Regions from separate parts of the Mus musculus genome. Here regions 2, 3 and 4 are each linked to region 1. A link is a contact called in public Hi-C, HiCAR-type and HiChIP or PLAC-seq data. All regions are on one chromosome and are shown on one strand. Each heading gives the region's core, a stretch centred on a gene start, on an enhancer-like site or on the middle of the called end of the contact. The rest is flanking DNA. Distances are from core to core; before and after follow the strand shown. Region 1 holds the start of Smim10l1 (small integral membrane protein 10 like 1). Region 2 holds the start of Lrp6 (low density lipoprotein receptor-related protein 6). Region 3 holds the start of 4933406J09Rik (RIKEN cDNA 4933406J09 gene). Region 4 has its middle 29 kb from the start of Ybx3.

Region 1 (5,902 bases), core at 956-3,455:
CAGAGACAATTCCATGCCAAGCCTGTAACAATATATATTCATCTACATGAGTTTAGAAAGGATACAATTACATTTATACGTAAGAAAAATCACAAGTAGAGATGAAAATCATTTCTAAGCTACAATAGGCAGAATACTTCCATATTAATATATATTAATATTATCAAGCAATAACAGCTGAGTGTTTGATTTAGATTTTAATCCAACAAGACTTTTGGTCATTTGATTGGTGGTAGACATAATTACCTGGGGAGCTTTTAAAAACAAAATATTTTAATTAGATTTTAATGGAAGAAAATCATATATATGATTTAGAAGAAATCACGTTAGATTAGTAACAAAAACAAACGAAGCCTCGCTTTTCCTGTACCTATCCCCATTTATTTTCTCTAGAAATAACCACTTTTAGCTTTTAGATGTTTCTGCATTAAGTTTCCTAATCATAGATTATGTTGCTTTTTATATATTGGACCTTTGTTTATTTTATTATTATTATTTTTGTAGTGCTGGGTATCAAACTTAAGAGTCTCATGAATGATAGGTCCACAAGATAAGTCTATATGATAAATCTACAACTTAACCAAATTTCCTGTCCTCAGGAATAGATCTTGATGTACTTTGCATCTTTATACATATATCTTTTTCAACTTCCAGCCTTCCAATGTTACATAACTATTTCTTGTTAAGTAAGAACTTATATTACAGGTACAGTACTATTCACATGAGGTATGACAGAATAATTTTTTATTATTTTATTTTTCTTGGGGTTTCTAATTACTTGTTTTAATTTCAAAACAAAATACAATTACTAATTCACTCCAGGCTTGGATAAAAACTCCAGCATACATTCACACACACACCAGATATTAGCTCCTTTTCAGTCACTGAGAAAATTCCATCTTTGGACATTTACTATTTAGGTCATGTGGTTTCCACCTCCATTTAGCAGTTAGAAACATGGCTGTCCATAATCAACGAAATCTCCTTTCTGTTCACAAATTACACGTTTTACGCTCTCACTCCACAAAGGGCATCACCATTCCATTTAGTTTCTTGTCCCTCCACTTGTCAAATGTATTTCCTCAAAAAAAAAAAAAAAAAAAGTTTGTAACATCTGCATTTTACTCTGTAACTAAAATTAAGCATTCTCATTCTCTTTAAAGTAGAAAGCCACATCTGGTCTATTTGCATTACTACCAGGGAATAGTCAATTCCTGTGAGGCAATTGGACTTTCTTTCCTTTGGAACCAACGTCTCTTTGAAAGGAACATCTTCACATAGTCCCACTATTTTTTTTCAAAATCTTGCTGGCATATTTGGGGAGTATATTTTCCTGTAGTCTGACTTTGACCCAGATTCAATATATCCTCTTGTGGGAGGAAGAGAGATGCAATGCTTTTTAAGTCACATTCTTGACATAACAGGCTTCTTATTCAATGTCTAGCTTACAGTCCAGTATTCTCAAAGATTAATTCAGAACGTAAGTTTGGTGTAAATCTGTGTTCTTGAAAATCTCAGCCTTCCTTTCTCATAATGCATCTTGTGCCCTTTGTCATATCCTAAGACTTGCCAGGAATTTACAGATGAGTGGTTCCTTGGATACTTCCTTGGATAGCTCCTCTGATGCTGGAACAACATCCTTGCTTAACCCAGCTAGCTTTCCCACCTCCAAATCCCTGATAGGAGAGGTTGGGAGCCGACTGCCTGTGCGCAAGCCAGCTCTCGCAAGATTGCACGTTCTTCTCGCGCTTCTTGAAGGTGCCGCGGGGCGACCTGGGAAGCGGCCATCTTGCGGTCCCGGGTGGCGGGGCAACGCAGACAAGGCTCTAAATGTGTACCTGCAGGCGGATGTTGAGGATCACGGAGCCCGCGATGTAGAAGTACGGGAAGTTCATGCGCAGCTGCCAGGCCAGCTCGAAGAAGGCGAGCAGGGTGCGGGACAGCCCCTTGCAGAAGACACCATACGGGGTGGCGGCCGCAGGGCCCACTGCCCTGAGCGCTAGGGCGGACGGGGCGTCGGCGGGACCCATGGCGTTGTCCCACCAGGCCGAGGGTCTCCGAAGCTCCGTGCAGTTCCCGAGCCAGATGAGCCGTGGCCGGGACGAAGCGGCCGCCGCTTTCGCCCCCACTGCCAGCGGCCGCCGCTCCCTCCGGGTGGCGCGGGGCGGCGTGGGCTCCGCCTCTTCCTGTCAGCTTCCCGAGGAAGGTTGGCTGCTGGCAGTTATGTAACTGCTAGGGACAGGGGATCTCCGTGCCGCTGTCCCTTTAAAGGGCAGAGCTCCGTGAGCTGATGTAATTTAGCCAACATTTAGTACACATTTTGCAAGGATCAAAGGTCGAGGAAAATAACTGTGTCTGCTCAATATTCATGTAACATTCACTGAGACAGTAGGACAAAGTGATCTATCACCTTATGTAAGTGTATACGGGCATAGAGTCTGCATTTGTAACACACCATAACTGAAAACGTCACCGTATTAGGTTATGCGTTTACCTGTGTATTAGGACTATTTATATTGCAAGTGACAAATCAAAAAAAAAAAAAAAAATTACCCACTTTTGTGGAGGGCATGTGTATGAACATATATATGGAGAGAGAGGCAAAGAGATGTGTTTCTACTTAATATAAACCCATTGAAAGTTAAGATTAGGTATAGATTCCAGCTTTTTGCATGCAATTGGATTAGTGAGAAACCTAAGGTAGACTCTTAAGGACCAAGATACTAATTTTTATGTTCATGTTTTTTGGTACCCTATAGAAATACCAGTCTCCATTATTCACATTTTATTTCTGGCATTTATGTAATGCACTTCCATTGTTTTTGTTTGTTTCAGTAATGCCCCAGTTTAGCCTCATTTACATATTATGCATGTATGTTAGTTTCTGAGCAGGACTTTCAGAATACAGTATACTTTTAAATGTCATTGTTAGATTTTCTCATATCTGACACTGACTTGCGTGTATGTGTTATATAGTTGAAGAATCCCCATGCTCTGAGAGTGTCAGCTTGAAAGGACACTTCAATTTCCCAAACTTCAAAGGACAGTCTATCCGAAAGTGAACTCCACTTTGCACTGCAGGAGGATTTCTGGTTAGATAAAAGGCAGCATTCCTTTAAGAACTTGTGTACTGTGTTCCTATCTGCCTAAAGGAGCATCTATTTCCCTTACCTCTGGCAAAAGGGACTGTGGTTCTCTTGTTAACATATACCTTTGGCCCCTGTCTAGTCATATCAAGATCCCTTGCCTCCAGGCTTCTTCAGTCCCCACTCAGTTATGTATTCCCAAGCCATGATGCCCATCTGCTGGCACTTCCCTCAGTCTAGCTACTCTTCTGTAACCAATGTTAGTCTCACCTCGCTTTCTCTATTCTCTATCCAGTTATTCTCCCCTCTCTCACAGATAGCCCTGGCCATAATCCAGTCTGCTGGCCATGTTTATTCTACTTTTTCTCTTTGCTCTAAACACTTCCAGTTGCCACTGGCTATTCACTTAAATCCTCAATAAAATCTTCCCATGCCATGGAGTAGTCAAGTCATCTGTTTATACATAGAGCATTTCTGTTTCTCAGCAAACTACATATAGGGCTGGTGCAAATAACAAGACATTGTGGAAGTTGGAAAACTTGAAGAAGAGTGCCCATTTATGCTTCTTTTCTGCTATTGTATCAATGCTAAACCAGTAGAGAAACGATTCCCCTAACCAAAGAATAGAGAAAAAAAGAGTATTTTAGGATGAGTGACCAACTCAGAAACACAATGTACATAGTTTTTCTGCACAGGAATAATTTATTATGAAATCGGAATCCATGGAGCTGGTCAACATTGACGTAAGTTAGTAAGAGCCTGGATCTCCCACTTAAAATAGCACAGAATCAGTCAACTCACATGCTTACACCACCTGACCCATCCCTAGCTTCCACTGGTTCTTGCCCTTGTTAATTCCATGAAAAGAACTGCCTTTTACTTTCAGGGAGTGGGGAATATAGCAGCCATGCACTAACTAGTTAAGTGGCCATAGTGAAGATTTACTCCTGTAGAAAATGATAAAGAAGAGTCTTTAAAAAGCTCCCAATCCCACTTTTTTCTCAAGAGAGATTGGAATCAGACACTTAAGAGGGCTGTGGTTTGCCTTCTATCCCTTGAACTTGATCCTTGATAGCCTATTTCACACCTGCTGCCAGGTAGGTGCATGTCAACAACTGATCAAATGTAGCAGATGATGAAAATAATTTCTCTAGATGGTAATTCTCTTGATTTTACCCAATCTTTTGTTTCCTTAACTTTGATTCTTCCTAAAGCTTGCTTTAAAATGGTTTGTTTAGCTGGATAATCATTTGAGAATGTTTAAGGTGAGCCACAATGGTTCTGTGTAGAACCATATTCCTAATTATTTATTTAAGAATTTACTAATTAAATCCACTAGGAAAGAAATCCATTCAGATTGAAAGGGTTGGGTTCTAGTGATTGAAGACCATAGACCAGGAAAAAAAAATATGAGGTGTCTGAATACCTCTATACTAATCATTTGTATATAGCATGACTATGTTATATACAGAAACAGTTTGATATTTAGTGGAAATTTCTGCAGCTGTTTAGTCAAATCCTTTGAAAGGAAAACGTTTTCAAGTGGATGCAAGTAATTAGATGCTGTAACAGCACTAGGCAATTTATGGGACTATACTATAAAATCAATTTTTTTGTAAATAACATTTGCTTCATAGTAAATGTCTAGCACCCTGTTATATTTTTGGAAAGAGTAACATCCTTCTGCCCTTTTGGTCACTTATTCATTCTGGGGATGAGCAATTTGAGTCATGCTTCACTAATGATGCAATGGAAAATTGCATGGTACTTGGCATGAGAGAAATCCTTGGTTAGCTAGCAAAACTATTGTGTAGAAAGAAATAAAAGCAAATAAATTTCTAAATCTACTTGTAAAAAGGTTCTAAGAGAGCAGGGTTTGGTTTTAGTTTTTAAAAATAAATAAATAAAAAGAAACAGAGTATCAGTGTGTTGCTTACTCCTATCACCTCAAAGCCTCACTATTGCTACATCCAATACCAAACATTCATTGCAAGCCATTTGGGGATTCATTTAATGTCCTAACTACAGCAAGGTCAAAGGGGTATTTTTAAAAAAATAAGTGTTGAATCTTTCATTGCCTGGAGGAAAACATGAATACCATATTTAATGTCTCGGTTTTACTATCCTGAGAGGATAATGGGAATGTATCAAACAACATTCTTACAGTTGTCTCACAGTAACTGAAAAATAAACAGTCCAAATACCCATAAGTACAGACAGATCAGTAGTTAGAGTGTAGCCTCACAATGGAACAGTATGGAGAAATGCAAGACAAATAATTAAGGCTTATTAAGATCTGGTTCTTCTTAGCAAGTTAGACGTTTAGCTAATGGGGAGGAGGAAATTAAAAATCTCAAGAGTAGAGAAGTGTTAACAATAGACATCAAAAGAAAATCACAAAATTTTAAGAAAATACTTTAAATGCCTAAACTCCACTAAGTTAACAATTAAAAAGAAATTAAAGAATTTCTAGATTCATATAAAGCAAGTTGAATCAAGAATAAACAGCATTGTAAATAGGCTAACAATGAACATGTAGATTGAAACAGTAAGTTTTCTGACTAAAACAAGCCCAGTTCAGATGGATTCATATAAAAATTACACCGAATATTCAAAAAGGAATTAACAGAAAACACTTCTTAAATTTTTTTATAAAAATGAACAAAAAGTGGGTGGGGGGAGAAACAAAAGAAAGTATTTCAAACTTCTAAAAAGTCAGTGTTGTTCTAATAACAAACCAGAGAAAGACATACCAAATAAGAAAATTGCAGAGCAATGTCTGTGATAAACATTAGGTACTAAAATACTTACAAATG
Region 2 (5,371 bases), core at 2,205-4,704, 1.5 Mb before region 1:
CAGACAGACACAGACAGACACAGACACAGACACAGACACACACAGACACACACAGACACACACAGATTCAGACACAGACAGACAGAGACACAGACTCAGACACAGACACAGACACAGACAGACACAGGTACACACAGACAAACACAGACACAGACATACACAGACACACAAACACACACAGACACAGGTACACACAGACAAACACAGACACAGACATACACAGACACACAGACACACACAGACACAGATACATACAGAAAATTAATAGCAAATCTTAAAAAAACCCAGAAGCCCTATAGTATGGCGTAACTTATGACCGCTTTCCTTCTCAATGGCTTTTGTGTGTTAGGATGTAAATCTTTATTATGCAGCCCAAACTGAACTAAGCTCAGGCTCTTCCCACCTCAGCCTCCCACACAGTGTTGAGATGACAGGCTGCTCACTATACCTGGCTTTTGAAATGCTTTTCCTTTGTTCATTGTAGGTGAGGCTGGCCTTCAGCTCCTGAGCTTCCGGCCTTTACCTCACAAGTGCTAACACTACTAGCCTGTGTTACACACCTGCTTGAAATGGTTTCCTGGGCTTGTCTTTTCTTGGTATAAGAGACTCCTGTTTCACTTAGAGACCTGAAGTCCCCCTCAGCACCTCTCTCTTTACAAGTCCTACTGTTTTGATGTCTTGTTTCCTTTAAATTCCACCTCTTCACCCCTCAGGCCTGTTGTGGACTGACCCTTTTTCAGAGTTCGCTATCATATGCAAAATTTCTGAATACCCTCTAAACTTAGCTTGGCTTACACCATTTTTTTTTTTTATTAAGCTGGGAGTAGTGACACTGTCTCGTCATCCAAACATTTGGAAGGTGGAGGCAGGAGGATCAGAAACTCACGGTCATCCTTGACTATACAGAGAGTTGAACATCATCCTGGGTTACACGAAACTCTGCCTCAACACCCGCAAAGGAATGAATGAATGAATAAACAAATAAATACCTTCTCTAGTAATAAACACAATTCCTATGTAATGGTCCACCCTCGTTTCTTGACATTCTCCAAAAGCCCCATGGTTTAGCAAGGTGGAGCTACTTTCAAATCCCCAGCATGCCAAGTGCTCTAGTTAGCCCCGTGCCTTCTCACCCATCCTTTTTCTGCCTGGGATGCTTCATTGGCCTGGTCAGCTAAGCAGACTCTCGAGGGACATTTCAAGCCAGGGTTCTCCAGGTATTTTCTCATTCTTTGAACTATCTAGGCAAACTCAAGAGTGTCTCCATCTAGCAAGTATAACATTTTTAACTCATGTGTGTTTCCAAATCAGGGTGTTAGCTTGAGTGTGAGGGCTATGGTTATTCTCATTGTTAAATCACCAACACTTAGCCCAGGGACCGTGTCTAATGTGCAATTAAATGGCTGAGTGACAAATCTGTTCTACAATGAGAATAGCATTGTTGCTAGGCTTCTATTACAGAGGTTCACTCCAGTATCTTTAGGAAATAAAAACACAGTCTATTAAAGGACAGGGAAGAAAAGTGCACCTCTATCCTGATACCTACTTTTGCATTATCAGTTCTGGTCTTTGCTCAAGTATACAATAGGTCTGTGCACACATATGCACACAAGTTACATCAGCAAAATTGAAATTTTCAGTTTCTTCCCACAGTACAAGAGCGATCTAGGGTCTTGCACATGAAAGCCTGCCACCATGCCAGATCCCCTTCTGTTCTCCATCTTCACTACTTTTAAGCATGCAAATTTTGTTGTTGTTTACAAAAAAGTGTGTGTGTCCTGGAGAGGGTGAGTCCCACGGCATATATCATATAAATGGAGGTCAGAGACAGCTGGAAGGAGTAAGGTCTCTCCTTCCACATTGTGGGCCCTAGGGATTGAACTTAGGCTGTCAGGCTTAGAGGTAAGTGCCTTTACCCACCGCGCTCCCTCACCAGCCTACCTGAAAACATTTCCTAACACTCCTGTACAATCCTCCAAGTTGGTTGCTTCAGGTTCTGTTACTCAGGACTTGAGTGGCCTTGGATAAGTCACCGAGTGTCTCAAATTCTTCATGTGTGCCAAGAGAATCACAGCAAAGCCAGTCTCATCTCAGGTTAGTTCTGAGTGGCCCATCTGATAAATTGCTTGCAAGCCCTAGGTGAGCCCTTTGCCCATTCGCCTGCAGAAAGGGTGTGTGATGGCTGGACAGGACACAGCTGATGGTTAACGTTTGGAGCTGGCTGGCCTAGGCTGAAGCTGGCCAGTTGACTGCAGAGGGCATTTGGGCTATTACTTGGAAATGCCCACTGCACATGTAGTGGTAGAGGTTGTTTTGGGGGCTCCTTTTTTTCTCTCAGACCTGTAACCCCTCCCCCTGAAAAGACATGTTTTATTTTCTCTTTGCTGTTAGCTACTAAGGATTTTCTCTCTCAGTTTAGAAAGCTTTAGTCCTTGTCAGCTTAGTTCACAAAAAAAGGTCTGTATTTCTTGGAAGGCAATAAACAAACAAACAAAAAACTATTGTTTTTTTTCTTTAATTTTTTTCTTAGTTTATATTTATTGTATGTAATGATGGATAAGATTCAAGCACATAATTTTCTTTTAACATGTGTGTGCCTCTTCCCCCAACATTAGCTTCACTCTTTTTCCCAGATAGTCATACTTTTATTTTCTTATCATCTATGTGTTAACTCATATATAAAGGCATTTCTACACACACACACACACACACACACACACACCCCTAGATCCACATATGAGGGAAACTTGTCTGAGTAAGGTTTACTTATGTGTATACAATCCCACAATCTTTGTCTTTTCCCCATGTGTGTGACTTTATGTGTATATGTAAAGCAGGCTCCACACTAGGAGAAAAACATACTTTTTTTTTTTTTTAAAGTCCGAGTCTGGTTTATTTTACTTCCTATGATGAGGATTCTCAACCCAGTCCACTAGCGATGTGCTCCGCGTTGGCTTCTGCACACCGTTCCCCTGGCCCGCCGCTTCGGGAAAGCGTAAGCCGCAATGGCACTTTGATTTTCCTACGTCCCGGGGCAGCCCCGGGGTCCGCAGCTCCACCTGGCTCGGCGGCCGGGCGCACAAAGAGCGGCGCGGGCGGCGACGGGCCGGGACGCAGAAAGTAGTCCCGACCACGCCGGCCCCAGTGTCGGCCGACGTCGCCTCACGCCCTCCGCCGCCCGGGGAAAGAATCCCATCGGAATGCGCCTCGGGAAGACCTTATCCCCGCAGCGTGCGGGGGCTCGCGAGGCTCAACCCGCGGGGGCTCTCCGGGGAGTCGGCGCGCGCGGCGGTCGCGGCTCCCGGGGTCCGGCCGCGGCGCGCTGAGGACGGGGGTGGGGGGAGTCGGGCGCGCAGGGAGACGGCGGCGGCCCCGCGGCGGATCCCTGCGCCGCTGCGAGAGGAAGAGGCTGAATGAGGCGCCGCGCGGGGGACGTGGGGCGCCGCGGGAGGAGGCGGCGGCATGGGGGCAGGCGCTGGCGTCGCGCGAGCCCGGGCCGGAGCGGCGCGCTAGAGCCCTGACGTGCGCCCTTTTCTTTCTTCTCGCGGCCGCGGAAAGCATGAGCGTGCAGACCCGCCGCTGCGGCGGCCGCCCCGGCTCCTCGCCCGCGCGTCCCCTGGCCGCCGGGCGCCGGTGAGGGCCGCGAGCGCGCGCGGTGGTGGGGGGAAGATGGGGGCCGTGCTGAGGAGCCTCCTGGCCTGCAGCTTCTGCGTGCTGCTGAGAGGTGAGGCGAAGCGAGGCGAGGCCGGGGGAAAAGTTGCCGGGGTCCCGGGAGGGGGAGGGGAGGTGGCGGGGACAGCGGCGGGGACAGAGGCCTGGCGCTGGGGAGCCGCGCGAGGAAGGGGCCCGCGGTCGGGGGCCGCGCCCGGCCGCCGCGCACACCCCTGGCCGGCCCCGCGGCGCCGCCGGACAAAGCTGCGGGCCTCGGGGGGACCCCTGGCCCCCCGCACTCCATCGGAATGACTGACGGTGCCCGGCTCGCCTGCACTCGGGGCAGAAAGGGGCTTTTGTAGTTGCGCTTTCAGCACCATTGGTGTTGACCTCCCTCTCCCTCGAAGCCTGAGCTCACCTTTCCCGTGTCTCTTAGGTGAACTTTTTTCTTCTTCTTTAAACCCCACTATTTTTTTTTTCCTTCTCCCCTCTCTAGGCCTTGTTACAACTAATAATTGTCTTCCGCGGGGATAGAATGGTCCTGGGTGAGAGCACAGTTGGAAATTGACTCTAGGGTGATAGGTCGCGCTTTTCAGCATTCGGGATCATCTGAGCCCATAATAAAAACACAAACGTTGCCCTCGTAACCCCTGGTATTCAGGACTCGCCCCCTGTTTGCGGAGTGTGCAAGTGTACAGTTGGCACCAAGTAGGGAAGTCATCCTTGTGTGGCGAGGAGCCTATCCTGGGAACTAAATTATCATTTGCTGGGCACCCCTGGGAACTGCTTGGCACTTTAGTAAATAACAGAGAATGCCCTGGGTAATTTGCTATGGGAATCGCTTAAACGTAGTGGCTCTGTGGTGTTTTGAATTTGGACTGTGAGGCTGAGACGTACGTCCTGACTTTTTGTTGTGTGACAGTTTGCAATGGAAACCTTGTCGACTGGTCTTCAGTTGATGAGCGATGGGGGCTGGTGCCATGGAGAGTGTTGCCTGTGCAAGAATTGAGGTGCTGTTTGACGCCGTATCTTGTTGTTCGCTTTTGTTAACTTACCTGTGCCAGTTAATGGGACCTCTCTGGGATTCTTAGTTATTAATTTAACAAGCTCAACGTTTAAGTCCGTCAGAAGTATGGAAGTTTGCAAAGTAGGATAGTAACTAACAATCTTATGATGTAAATGGGACAGCCTATCATCTATGCATGTGTGTATTTGAATAAGACTATTTGCCTTAAAACCCCCCCACCATTTTCTAAAAATAAGCGTATCCCGAATTGTCTAGTCCTTTTTGCAAATACCAGAAAGATAATTGCTGTTTTAATTTCCATGGCAGAGAACTCAATGTTATTACTCAAGAGATTTAATAATCAAGTGTTTATTTTGTTATAGTAAACTCTACATTGAAAGATTTTGCTGTAGCTGTGAGAAAGTTGTTATTAACATGTGAATATGATTGACAAGTTCATAAGAGTTAAAATGTAGAACTAGTGGATTGATTTAGAGTTGGGAAAGTCTAAATCTGTGACTTCTGATGGCTTTAGCGCCTGAAAGTCCAGCTGCCATTCTTAGAGGGGACATAGGACTGTTTGTTTATTTTGATAACAGGTTTGAGCCTAGAGTTGAGTAGATTCATGCATGAGTTTGGTTTAGAGATGGTGAAGCATGATATTGTGTGTAACAAGATCAAGAAGAGGTAACTGTCCGAAGTGGAGCTTATTTA
Region 3 (5,740 bases), core at 2,490-4,989, 1.3 Mb before region 1:
CTTGTCACGAAGCTGATGCCTTTAGCCCTCATTCACTTCAACTGATCGCTCCTATTCCCCCTCCCCCGTTTCCTCTCTGGAGCCTCTAGCAGATGGAACCTATGTATCACCTATCGCTGCCCTAACCCTGCTGAGGGCAGGTGCCAGGATTCCTGTCTCCCAGAGGAGGTGATAGGCTTAGAGGGAATAGGGCTCTGCTCAGTTGAGTGAGATCCAAATCGTGGTCCTTCTGGCTTCGTGTCAAATCACAATGTCAAATCACAATATCTTTCCAGTGACCCCAAAACACCATTTTCAGGTGGGACTAGTAGAAAAGCTTATAAATAAGACTTTCACCCCAGCTGTAGTAAAAGCCACAAAATTTAATTTTAGACACAGCTTGCTACTACTACTATGCATTAAACTCCCCTTGTGTATGAAATAAGAAATAGTTATATGCGGTTTTAGTTTCCATCCAGATTCTTAGTTGACATAGACATTTGTATTCATATATTCTTATGATCTCGAAACTCCTAGCACAGCTGGTTAAGTATAGATGAAGAAACTGGAAGTGGTGGGAGGGGAATTAAGACTCTTCCCATTAAATTGGGGGATGGGGACTGGTCTTTTAGCTCTTAGGCTAGTAGGCCCAGACAAGGCGAACAAATGACTTGAACATGGGATATTCTGACTCTTGATGTCCCAAAGTAAACTCCCACCAGCAAATGAACACAGTGTGCGGGATTTTGGTCAGTTGAGAGGCTATTAAAGAAGTATGAGGAATGAGTTTTCTCCCTAATGGGCAGGGCAGTAGTGGCACACACCTTTAATCCCAGTACTCAAGAGGCAGAGGCAGGCAGATCTCTGTTAGTTCGAGGCCAGACCGCTCTACAGACTGAGTTCTAGGACATCCAGGGCCACACAGAGAAACCTTGTCTCAAAAAACCAAAGCAAAACAAAACAAAACAAATTTCCTTAGGTAGTGAGTCTGAGGACTCTGGGCAACATGAGACTTTGTCACAAAAGAAGAACAGTTCCACAAAGCAAAAGGTGTTGGAAACTAAGAGACAAGGAGGCGAGCTCAGCAAAGACAAGGTCTGTCTACAGACACACTCGGGTCTCCTGCGCCTAAGAAGCTGGCACACCACGGTGACAGACTCAACACGTTTTTTGTATTAACCTGATATGAAAACTACTTTCCTCTCAGTCCTAATAGTATACATACTGCAGTAGAAAACATGTACAACCTAAAAAGGACACATAAAATAAAGATGCTTATGAGAATTCATTCATTCATTCATTCATTCATTCCATAGCAAATATCTTTATATCATTGTGGTTCCATTCTTCCTGTCATCTTGGTAATGAGTCCAGGTTTTGTTCCAGGTTTTATACTGCTGTCCCTGAAGGGCTTAGGAGATGCCACCCCACAGCACTTCACTATGACAGGGCATTTTGAGTTGACAAAACAGGCACAGGTAGATTCTTCTCCCTCCCCGCTCTGTGAGGAAGGGCAGGAAGGTTCTCACTGGGACCTGATCTAGACTGGTCGTTACCAGTCTAGGTAGGACAGCACCAGGCCCTGCTGACGTGCACTCTGCTCTTACTTCACTGCTTTTCCACAGTCAGCTGCCCTTGAAATTCTAGAACCTTCTCCTTTGCTTGCTACGTTCCTCCAAATTGATAGGTTTTATTTTTGTTGTTAAGATGTGATGTAAACTCTTGACTCTTGTGGGTTTATGTTGTTTTTCCTTTTTCTTTTCTTCTTTTTATTTACTTATTTATCTTTTTGTTTTTTGTTTTTTGTTTTTTTGTTTTTTTAAATAGGGTTTCTCTGTGAATGTAGCTTTGGCTGACCTGGAACTCATTCTGTAGACCAGGCTGACCTCAAACTCACAGAGATCCAGCTGCCCCTGCCTCTCAAGTGCTGGGATCAAAGGTGTGTGCCACCACAACCAGTTCCTTTTAGTTTTTTGTGATGAGGTCTTGCTATGTAGCTCCACTGGCTTTGAACTTGTGATCTTCCTGCTTCCGTTTCCTGATGCGCATCCCCAAATCTGGCTCAGACACAGGGTTTTTCACTACTCAATTCTCCTGGAATCTGTGTAGTGCATGTTTCTCGAAACTAATTTTTCTTTGGTTAGTTATATCTTTTAGTATGGAAGAACCCAGAAAGAGAATGTGGGAGGGATGCCTCCCCACCCCCATACTTGTCAGTAAATCCAAAATTGTGTTTGAGGCTGAGCAGTGATGGTGTTGCTGGTGCAGTAAGAGGCAAGGCCAGAGCCAGAAGCATTGAACTTCCATCAGGGTCGTCCAGGCACAGAGGCGGGATAGAATTGTGGTGGATTTAGCTATCCCCAACTTCCTTTGAGGACTCCACAATTAAGAACATCTCAGACTTGACGCTAATATCACCTCTTCCTCTACCGGAAGCCATGAGGGCAAATGTTGGTCTACACCTGACTGACAATGAGTCTGTGTCTACTCTAGGAGAGGCAATGAGAAACTTGGAGAAAGCGAACATCCATCTTGTCGAATTTATGGTCATCAAGAGAGACTTCTCGACCTAGTCGGTCATCAACTTTAAAAATAAACAGAAGCATGTTTTCATAGTCTCGGGCTGCAGAGAGGTGTCATTACAATAGCTGGGATTTTTTGGAGTCACTTCTTCTTCTTCTTCTTCTTCTTCTTCTTCTTCTTCTTCTTCTTCTTCTTCTTCTTCTTCTTCTTCTTCTCCTCCTCCTCCTCCTCCTCCTCCTCCTCCTCCTCCTCCTCCTCCTCCTTCTTCTTCTTCTTCTTCTTCTTCTTCTTCTCCTTCTTCTTAAAACTCAGCTGTGTAGAGAGTGTTTATAGTTATGCCCAACTTACAGATAAGAAAACCGAGGCACCGAATTGCTTAAGGTGACATATGCGGCTAAGCTGAGGTTGAAGAGAGCCCAGGCTGTCTGTCTATAGAGCCCAGACCCTGACTATCTTTCCTGTCACTATTTAGATGTCTTTGATTAACTCTTTGTCTTCTTATCTAGAACCAGGATCATTGCCACTTGACTCTGGAGCAGAAAAATACTACACTGTCTGAAACAGGTAAAAGCCTGGTGATATCTCCTCAGTGGGTGGTTGGGAGTTTGGAAACCGTCTGGTTCCTAGAGGCCTGACCCTTGCGTGCTCTAGATTCGTCCACATTGCAAGTCTATGGAGATGCAAGTTAATGTGTAGAAAATGAGGGTAATGTAAACACAATACCTCCCATGAAAACGAGAACCGGTTCCTGCAGAATGCGTTCCTTTGTTGTCCTGCAGAGAGCAGCTTTTCCAGTTTGTCCTGTTTGTACATCATCTCAGCAGTCCTTATCTGACTATAAATGCTTAGTGTTAGAAGGTCTCCTTCAAACCGGAGAGAATATTGTATTGGTTTCGGTTCGGTGTTACAGAAGGCATTTGAAATAAGCTCTTTTTAATGTGTCAGTCAAGCCAAATACATTTATTTTTACACTTTCACACGAGTGTACAACATATTGTGGTCATAGTCTTACCCTATTACCGTTCTCCCTCACGCTTGTATTGACTTTCTTCTTCCCATGCCTTTTTTAGCCCCACGAGGGCTGCTTGTGTGATCATGGCTATGGGGTGGGTCATTTAATTAAAGCAGGGGCAACTTACCAGTGGCTACACCACTGAAGAAATGGCACCCTCACCCCAGCAACTGTTAACTGCCACTAGCTCCTTGGCAGGGTGGGGTGGGGTGGGTGGACGCCTCAGGAGCCTCCCCTATCCACGGTGGAATGTTGAAGGGACCAATCTGACACCAGTTCTTTACAACATATGATTTTACTTTAAATTAATTTAACCCTTAGTTAAATCATTTAAGTTCTTTGGCTTTCAGCCCCACCGAATCTTCACCTTGGACTATAGGCTTGGTTGCCTGAGGCACATTTGGATGCATTGGAGTCATTTCTGTTACTCATTGTGCCTCTGACTGGATGAGGGATGCGAAGGAGGTGAAGTTTGGTGTCCTCCGTGGCTCATGTGCTTGAACATTCGTGCCCAGTAGGTGGCGCTGTTTTTCGAAGGTTAAGAAATCCTTAGAAGGATTCAGGTCGGGCCTTGGGCCTCTATTTCCTACAGGAGCTTTCTGTTTCCTGATCTGTGAAGATGTGAACAAGCCGCATGACAAGCTGGAGAGGCGATCCTCTGTTACAGAAAAGAGCCAGCTGAGCAAGGTGTGGGGAACAAGGCAGTTTCTCAGGTCTCCGCTTCAGTTTCTGCCTCCAGATCCCTTCCTTGGCTTTCCTCAGCGATCAGGTCATGGTAAGTCAAATTAACCCTTTCTTCTCTAGGCTGCTCTTGGTCATGCCGGCTTTATCGCAGCCATAGAAAATAAACCAAGAATGGGTTACTGTCGAGAGGTGTTGGAGGAGCGGGCTGACCTTCACAGTGTTGGGGAGTTGGCAGTTCAGAAGCCTCACACTAAACAACTGAGTTATTAGAGGATAGTTATATGGAGGATGAGTGAGTTTCGTGTGTTCTGTGAGGAGGGCTGGGGCTAGCTCAGCGGCAGAGTGCCTGCCTAGTGTATCTGAGACACTGAGTTCAACTCTTACACCACCCAGAGAACAAAATCCCAGAGTTAGGGAAGAACATTTGCAATGCATGTTCTATAACTAGGGGTCAAAGGTCTCAGGATGTGCACGGGGATGAGTTGGACAATGACAAAACAGGTATAGATGTAAAACTCCTCGGGTGGCTTCTCATTGCTACCCAGAGTGTGATGTGTGCAGGTGTGGAATAAGAACCATTGGCTTGCACTGGCTTGGGTGTCTGAGTGTGGGCAACAAGTCCAACATTCTGTGAAAAATGCCTCACCCCTGACTGTGAATAACCAGCAAATATACAGTGGGAGGTTTGAAATTCACCTTTGAGCACTGTCCTCGAATCTGTTTGACATTTTTTTTATGATTGACTTGGGTAGTGATGAATTCACAGATGATGGGAAGAGGAGTTTGGGGAGGGATATGGACCACAGAGTCAGGTGAGAGTTCTAGATGTGAGCCTTGGGTCTGTCATTTCCCAACTGGATGCTCTCCCTTTCTCCATCTTCTTCCCCCTCCCTTCTTCCCTCCCTCGCTCCCCCTTTCTCTTTCCTCTCTCTTCCTCATTGTTTTTCCACTTTATTGTAGTCTCTCATTGAACCTGGGGCTTGCTGCCTCAGTTAGCCATCCAGCAAGCCCCTGAGTTCTGCATGCTTCTGTCCCCCGCGCTGGGTTACAGATGTGGGCCACCATGCCGAGGTTTTTCTGGGCATCCAAACTGAAGTCTGTACAGACTCATGGTTGCCACTGAGCCATACTTCTAACTCTCTAAATAGCTTACGAACAGTTCCCTTAACCACACTAGCCTCTGTTTCCTAGTTTATTAAGAGAAGACAGAAAGATCTGACTTTGTGTAAAGACCAAATGACCAAGGTTTTCGTGGGAAGCACTTGTCAGGTGTCGGGGTACAAAGCTGGTGTTTCAGAAACTGCCAGCTGTTGTTGACATATGATCATTACTCTGGGAAGAATAAAGTAGGTAATATGTGGGGTCCCCAAATTATTGTAGGGACAAGCATGTGCTAAGATTTGGAATACTTAGGATTAACTAATCAGTTGTACGCAAAAAGAATAAGAGAAACCTCACTTAAGAAGAACTCATGTCAAAATGCCTTATGGATGAGTGTCTGCTTCATTTGAAAAAGTGTGAGATAGCTTCCCAAAATGTGAT
Region 4 (5,327 bases), core at 89-2,588, 1.7 Mb after region 1:
TCTAAACTGTCAATTCTCTCTAGGTTGTTCTATCAAGTCATGAATCCGAACAGAATTTTTCCATGAGACTTAAATATTCTAAAATTAATCTGCCCTCCTCTCTGCATCTCAACCACCTTGATAAAAGAAAGAAAGGTGCTTGAAAGTGGAAAGGAAGGGAAGGGATACCCACAATGGGTTAATAAATGCATAGTGACTGAATGCATGCTGACAATTCAAGTGCTCTTCAACATAAGATGAGATGATGAGACGATGAGACGGGGCACTTTTCTGAGTTGATCACCTGGCTAAAGAACTAGTAAAATGCTGAAAGAACTCCCTAATACCTCAAAAGAGGAAGATGAACCACTACAACCCACAGGCTCAGAAGCAGACAGGACGTAGTGGAACATAGAGGTAATAGCATGTACAGAGCTTCTCTGAGGCTGAGGAGTGTCTTTGGAAGTAGACAGAAACAGGAAGTTCTCAAGGAGGCTTGAGTAAATGGAGCCTGGTCCTTAGAGTGTGACCATGGGCAGCACATCCATAAAAAGAGAGCAACAGAAAATGCTTCTAAAAGGTGAAGAACAATTCCAAGGAAATCAACCATAAAAGGGCAGAACCTGCCGGGCGTGGTGGCGCATGCCTTTAATCCCAGCACTCTGGAGGCAGAGGCAGGCAGATTTCTGAGTTTGAGGTCAGCCTGGTCTACAAAGTGAGTTCCAGGACAACCAGGGCTATACAGAGAAACCGTGTCTCGGAAAAAACAACAACAACAACAACAACAAAAGGGCAGCACCACATTAGATACGATGCTATAAGGCAGATTTCTAAGTGATCAATTACTTATAATTATCACTTTTGTATTATAAAAGAGTTGTTTATGAGATAGTATTGAGAAAATAATCAATTCTTTGCCCTAATAGTATTTGTTATCCAACCATGTTAAAGGGAAGAATATTTGATTAGACATCAGGAGATCTTAGGTTCTCTTCCTACATTCACTGCTGTCCAGGCTTAAAATTCAAATTACCTAGAACTTGCTTTTTACATGTGAAACTGAAGAGGAAGGGATGAAAGTGTATTATGTAATGATCTCACTCAAGCCCCAGCAAAACAACTTGGGTTCACTCTCCCAGTGCTGGAAGAGGGGACTCATAAAGACTGGAATGCACTTTGCTTGGCTTCATTCCACTTTTGATTTCTCAGCCTTAGTTTCATTACCCAACAAATCCACTGGGTGGCAATAACACTGAGTAAAAATAAATGGCAAGTTTAGATTCTCAGAAACTGTCTTCTTCAGAAGCTAATGTTTACAGCTCTCCCTTCCCTGTTTTTATGAAGTCACCAGGCTGCTGGGGCCAGTAGAACAAAGGCCACACACAAAGCCTGAGAGTGGGACCAATGACTCCCAGAGGAGGTTCAGCTATGATCTAGGTCCTTTGCCACACAAAGCAGGCTTTACCAATCAATCCCTTACTGATTCGAAAGAAAGTGAGACAACTGGGAGGGGGAAGATAAGCTACTAAAATACCAAGTTATTGAAAGTAAACAATGGAGGTAGAATTCCAGCCTTAGCTGAATGCCCAGGATCCTACAGCAAGCTGACACCTGTGAAGAGAACTAACCCGAAGGGCCCTTCCTTCCTCTATATACTCACTAGTACAAGAAATGGTGCTTTCACTGTTTTCTTGATAAGAGAAAGGGAGCACCGTCAAGGGAGCACCATCAAGCTGACTCCTTTTTAGAACAGGCTAATATAAATCATCTTCTAGTCACTACAAAATGACACTAGACAGCTGTAGCAATGCCCACTTTGGGTTTTATATCAGGGTCACTCAGATCTGTCCCTTGTAGCTTAAACCACCCATGAGGAGCTGGGAGTGTGGCTCCACAACAGAACACTTACCTAACAGGTATTTGTCTCTGGGTTCAACCCTTGGCACCATGAAATAATGGTGCCACCCCATACTGGCTCTTATCTTAAAAGAGAAACAACAGAATTTCATCCAAACTGAGTTAAAAGAGAAAAAAATGGCATTTAAAGTAAGTATGAGGTGTTTTAAAGTATACAAAGATAAAAACGCTTCTTTGATACAGAAGGTTGAAATAAAATATCAGAAAAGCACCTGAAGTTATTATAATTTTTTATACATGCTGTAATGGCTTATTTTAACTGTTACCTGGGCACAGCCTAGAGTCAGCTGGTTGGGAAAGTGAAGGATAATCTAGAACAGGTGTGCCTGTGTGGTCAATCCTTAGGGAATTGTCATGGATATGTTAATTGATGTGGGAAGACCAAGTCTAAAAGTTAGTTACACCACTCTGTAGGGTTGGTTCCTGGACTGAATAGAAGCAGAGAAAGGGAGTTGAGCTGGAGGTATGGATGTATTTGTTTTCTCCGTTTTTGACTGTGGATGTGCCTAGCTATTTCAAAACTTGCACCTCTGTGAATTCCTTGCATTGATGGACTATAACCTGCAACTGTGAGCAAAAACAAACTCCTCTCTCTCCTCTGCTTCCTTTTATCAAATGTCTTATCATAGCAACAGAAATGAAAATAAAACACAGACCCTCATGATCCAACCATATTACACATAACCAGAACCAGAAGTGACAGCTCCTGCTTCTAGTCCCAGAACTCCAAAGACTAAGACAGAAGGATATCAATGAGTTCAAGATCAGCCTGCACTGCAGAGTGAAACCCGATCCCCCTCCAAAAAGTAAAACACCTGAAATGTGAAATGTTCTAAAGTCAAAGCTTTTGTGAGTATCAACCTGACACCATGAGTGGAATATTCCATGCCTGACCTCATGGGATGAGTCACACTCAAAACATAGATGCAATAAAAATATAATGTATAATTACCTCCAGGCAATGTGTGTAATGTATGTGTGAAACAGAAATGAATTTCATGTTTAGACTTGGATCTCTTCCCTACTGGGCCTCTTTTTATATACATGTAAATTTACATAAGAAGTTTACTTAAGAAAAATTTAAGAACTTAAAATAGTTCTAGTCTCAAGCATTTAGAATAAGGGATTCCTAACCTGTATTTTTTTCCTCTGGAATCCCCTCTCCATGCCTTTCTTGTCATGTGCAAAACATTGCTTCTTTCTGGGGACTGACTCTCTTCCCTCTCACACATCTTTACCTCCAGGGACTAAAAGAGACAGACTCATATCTTTGATTCCTTTATTCACAATCTCTACAGCTGTAGTATAATTAAAAATGGTTGAGAGTAGTAATTATCAATGAAGGAGATTCTGAGCTACAAACACCCTATGAAAATGTTAGGCTAGATAAAAGGGGGGGGGGGACTTTAAAAAATGGTTTAGGGGATTGGAGAGAAGGCTCAGTCAGTGGTAAAGTGCTGTGTATGCAAATTTAAGGACATGAGATTAACTTCCAACACACACACACACACACACACACACACACACACACACACGAAGTGTGCCAGTGAACCCCTGTAATCTTAGCACTGGTACAGAAGAGATAGGAGGTGCCTGGAGCTTGTGGGGCAGCCAGTCTAGCTAAAGCAGTGAATTCCAGATTCAGTGAAAAATATCTATAAACGAATTTCATCAATTGAAAAGAGCAATTGATAGAGACATGCGACATAGAATTCGGACCTTTATACACATGTGTATGCACATACATATAAACAAACATGAATATGTACACATAAGTTCATTACCTACATTGTTACAGATTTGAGCTAAACATGTAACACAATGGTAGAGCACTTGCTGAATATATGAGGCACTCTGGGTGACTTCCCTGCTACTGGAGAAATGAATGAATGAATGAATAAATAAATTTCCCAGATAATTGGTTTGGAATTCTAAGTAATTTAGCATATTTGTGCACACCCCTGCTTTCTACAATGGTAACACTATAAAACTTACAGAAATATAAGGTAGACTACAAATTTTGACAGCTTCTAACAGTATTTAGAATTACATAAAAATTAGAAAACTTTGAATTCATACTTATAGTACCTATAACTCACCTGCTCATTTTAGCATCCCTTTTTTTTTTTTAAGAACATATGATTGGTATTAGGGCCAGAAGAAAAATATACAGGAGAATCACAAAAGATTGTTTTAAAGCCTCTTACTAATGGCTGGAGGGATGACTCAGTGGTCAAGACCACTGCCTGCTCTTCCAGAGGATCCAGGTTCAATTCCAAGCACCAACATGAAGACTCACAACTTATATGACTCCAGTCCCAGAGTATCTGATGCCCTCTTCTAGTCTCAGGCAATGTATGAAAATGGAACACAGACATATGGAGGCAAAACCCATACACATAAAATAAAATGAAAAGAAAGAGATATAATAATAATGAACAAGTTTGAAAAACATGCTAGGATTACCAAAACATAGTGTGTGCTGGGAAGATAACACAGACTTGCTCAAGGTACATTGCCACAAACATCCAATCGCTGGATTTTTTTTTCTTTTTTAAGTGAAAACTCCAGAAAGCCCATAAAGTGAGATATTTTTAGACAAGACAAAGCAAACATGTGTGCTCAGATTGTAACGTGTTCATGAAAGAGTACAGTATGAGGACACCATTCTAGTTTGTTGTCAGACCATTCCAAATTGACTGAAATCTGCCATTTATTGTGAATAGAAGAATCAAGAGACTTCTGTAACTCTCTGAGGCTCTCCAGTTGCATATCGATTTTCATAACATCTATTGAAAGTGATGCTATGGGAACTAGAGCAATGGTGCAGCAGTTAAGGACAATGGTTACTCTTCCAGAGGACCCAGGTTCAATTCCCAGCAACCACATGGGTCTCAAAACCCTATGAACTCCAATCCTGGAAGATCTAATGTTCTTTTATTGTCTGCATGGGTACTGGGCACACACTTATGGTGTGCACACCCCTACAGGCAGAACATCATAAACCTTTTTTTGAAAGCAGAAAGAAGGTAATGTTATACATAGTATCAGTTAACACATATCAAAATGTCCAGAATGTAGCTGATATTCTATAACAATAGCCACCATCATCACAGCCCTGAGAAGTGCAAGGAAGTCAGTTCATTTATCCTCACTGGGGTGCACAGTATCATTGTCGTAAGCACTATCACAGTCATAATGACCCCACTTTACAAACCAAAAAACTGAATTATAAGATTATAATTGCTCAGATGAAAGCTCAATGTCAACAGCCATAGTTTAAAGCTGTTTGGCTTTCATAAACATGAGCTTTCTTATTCCACCTTGACCATCTCAAGGGCACCTGCTGTACCATGATAGACCTGGGGATTCTCACTGCAGAATGCCTTCCTCACTGGCCAATAGTCCTTGTCTTGCCCTGACCATTCCTC

Evidence for each region. A called contact is a pair of places that touch in the nucleus more often than the background predicts. HiCAR-type assays count read pairs that join an accessible place to other places. HiChIP or PLAC-seq counts read pairs in DNA pulled down with a chosen protein or histone mark.
Region 2: a Hi-C map of B cells shows a contact between it and region 1, with 5 read pairs. The contact joins the promoter of Lrp6 here to the promoter of Smim10l1 in region 1. A contact is called at or near these places in 8 of 39 promoter capture datasets (3T3-L1-derived adipocytes, the C10 cell line, the HPC-7 cell line and 4 more) and 1 of 484 Hi-C or Micro-C datasets (B cells).
Region 3: a contact with region 1 is called in an HNF4G HiChIP or PLAC-seq map of pancreatic cancer cells. The contact joins the promoter of 4933406J09Rik here to the promoter of Smim10l1 in region 1. A contact is called at or near these places in 2 of 39 promoter capture datasets (maxillary cranial neural crest and stem cell-derived epiblast-like cells), 1 of 115 datasets of contacts at active chromatin or transcription factors (pancreatic cancer cells) and 1 of 9 other capture datasets (embryonic stem cells).
Region 4: a HiCAR-type map of astrocytes shows a contact between it and region 1, with 5 times the contacts expected there. The contact joins the enhancer-like site here to the promoter of Smim10l1 in region 1. A contact is called at or near these places in 7 of 39 promoter capture datasets (the 3T3-L1 cell line, 3T3-L1-derived adipocytes, cranial neural crest and 3 more) and 1 of 115 datasets of contacts at active chromatin or transcription factors (astrocytes).

The regions. Positions count from the first base shown.
Region 1 is chr6:133,101,542-133,107,443 of GRCm38.p6, reverse strand. It overlaps Smim10l1 (small integral membrane protein 10 like 1), which reads right to left and starts at 2,205. Exons shown (of 3, transcript NM_001271583.1): 1 at 1,839-2,205. The coding sequence starts at 2,030.
Region 2 is chr6:134,564,996-134,570,366 of GRCm38.p6, reverse strand. Lrp6 (low density lipoprotein receptor-related protein 6) reads left to right here and starts at 3,454. Exons shown (of 23, transcript NM_008514.4): 1 at 3,454-3,724. The coding sequence starts at 3,670.
Region 3 is chr6:134,401,414-134,407,153 of GRCm38.p6, reverse strand. 4933406J09Rik (RIKEN cDNA 4933406J09 gene) reads left to right here and starts at 3,739. Exons shown (of 9, transcript NR_153848.1): 1 at 3,739-4,289. The region is part of intron 2 of Bcl2l14 (BCL2-like 14 (apoptosis facilitator)); the gene reads right to left.
Region 4 is chr6:131,414,887-131,420,213 of GRCm38.p6, reverse strand. No RefSeq gene overlaps it. Among named protein-coding and RNA genes, the nearest start is that of Ybx3, 29 kb to the right of the region's middle. Within about 2 kb of position 1,338, at least 75 of the 459 cell types and tissues checked have an H3K27ac peak or open chromatin away from gene starts, as enhancers often do. A contact at or near this core is called in astrocytes, where this site is marked.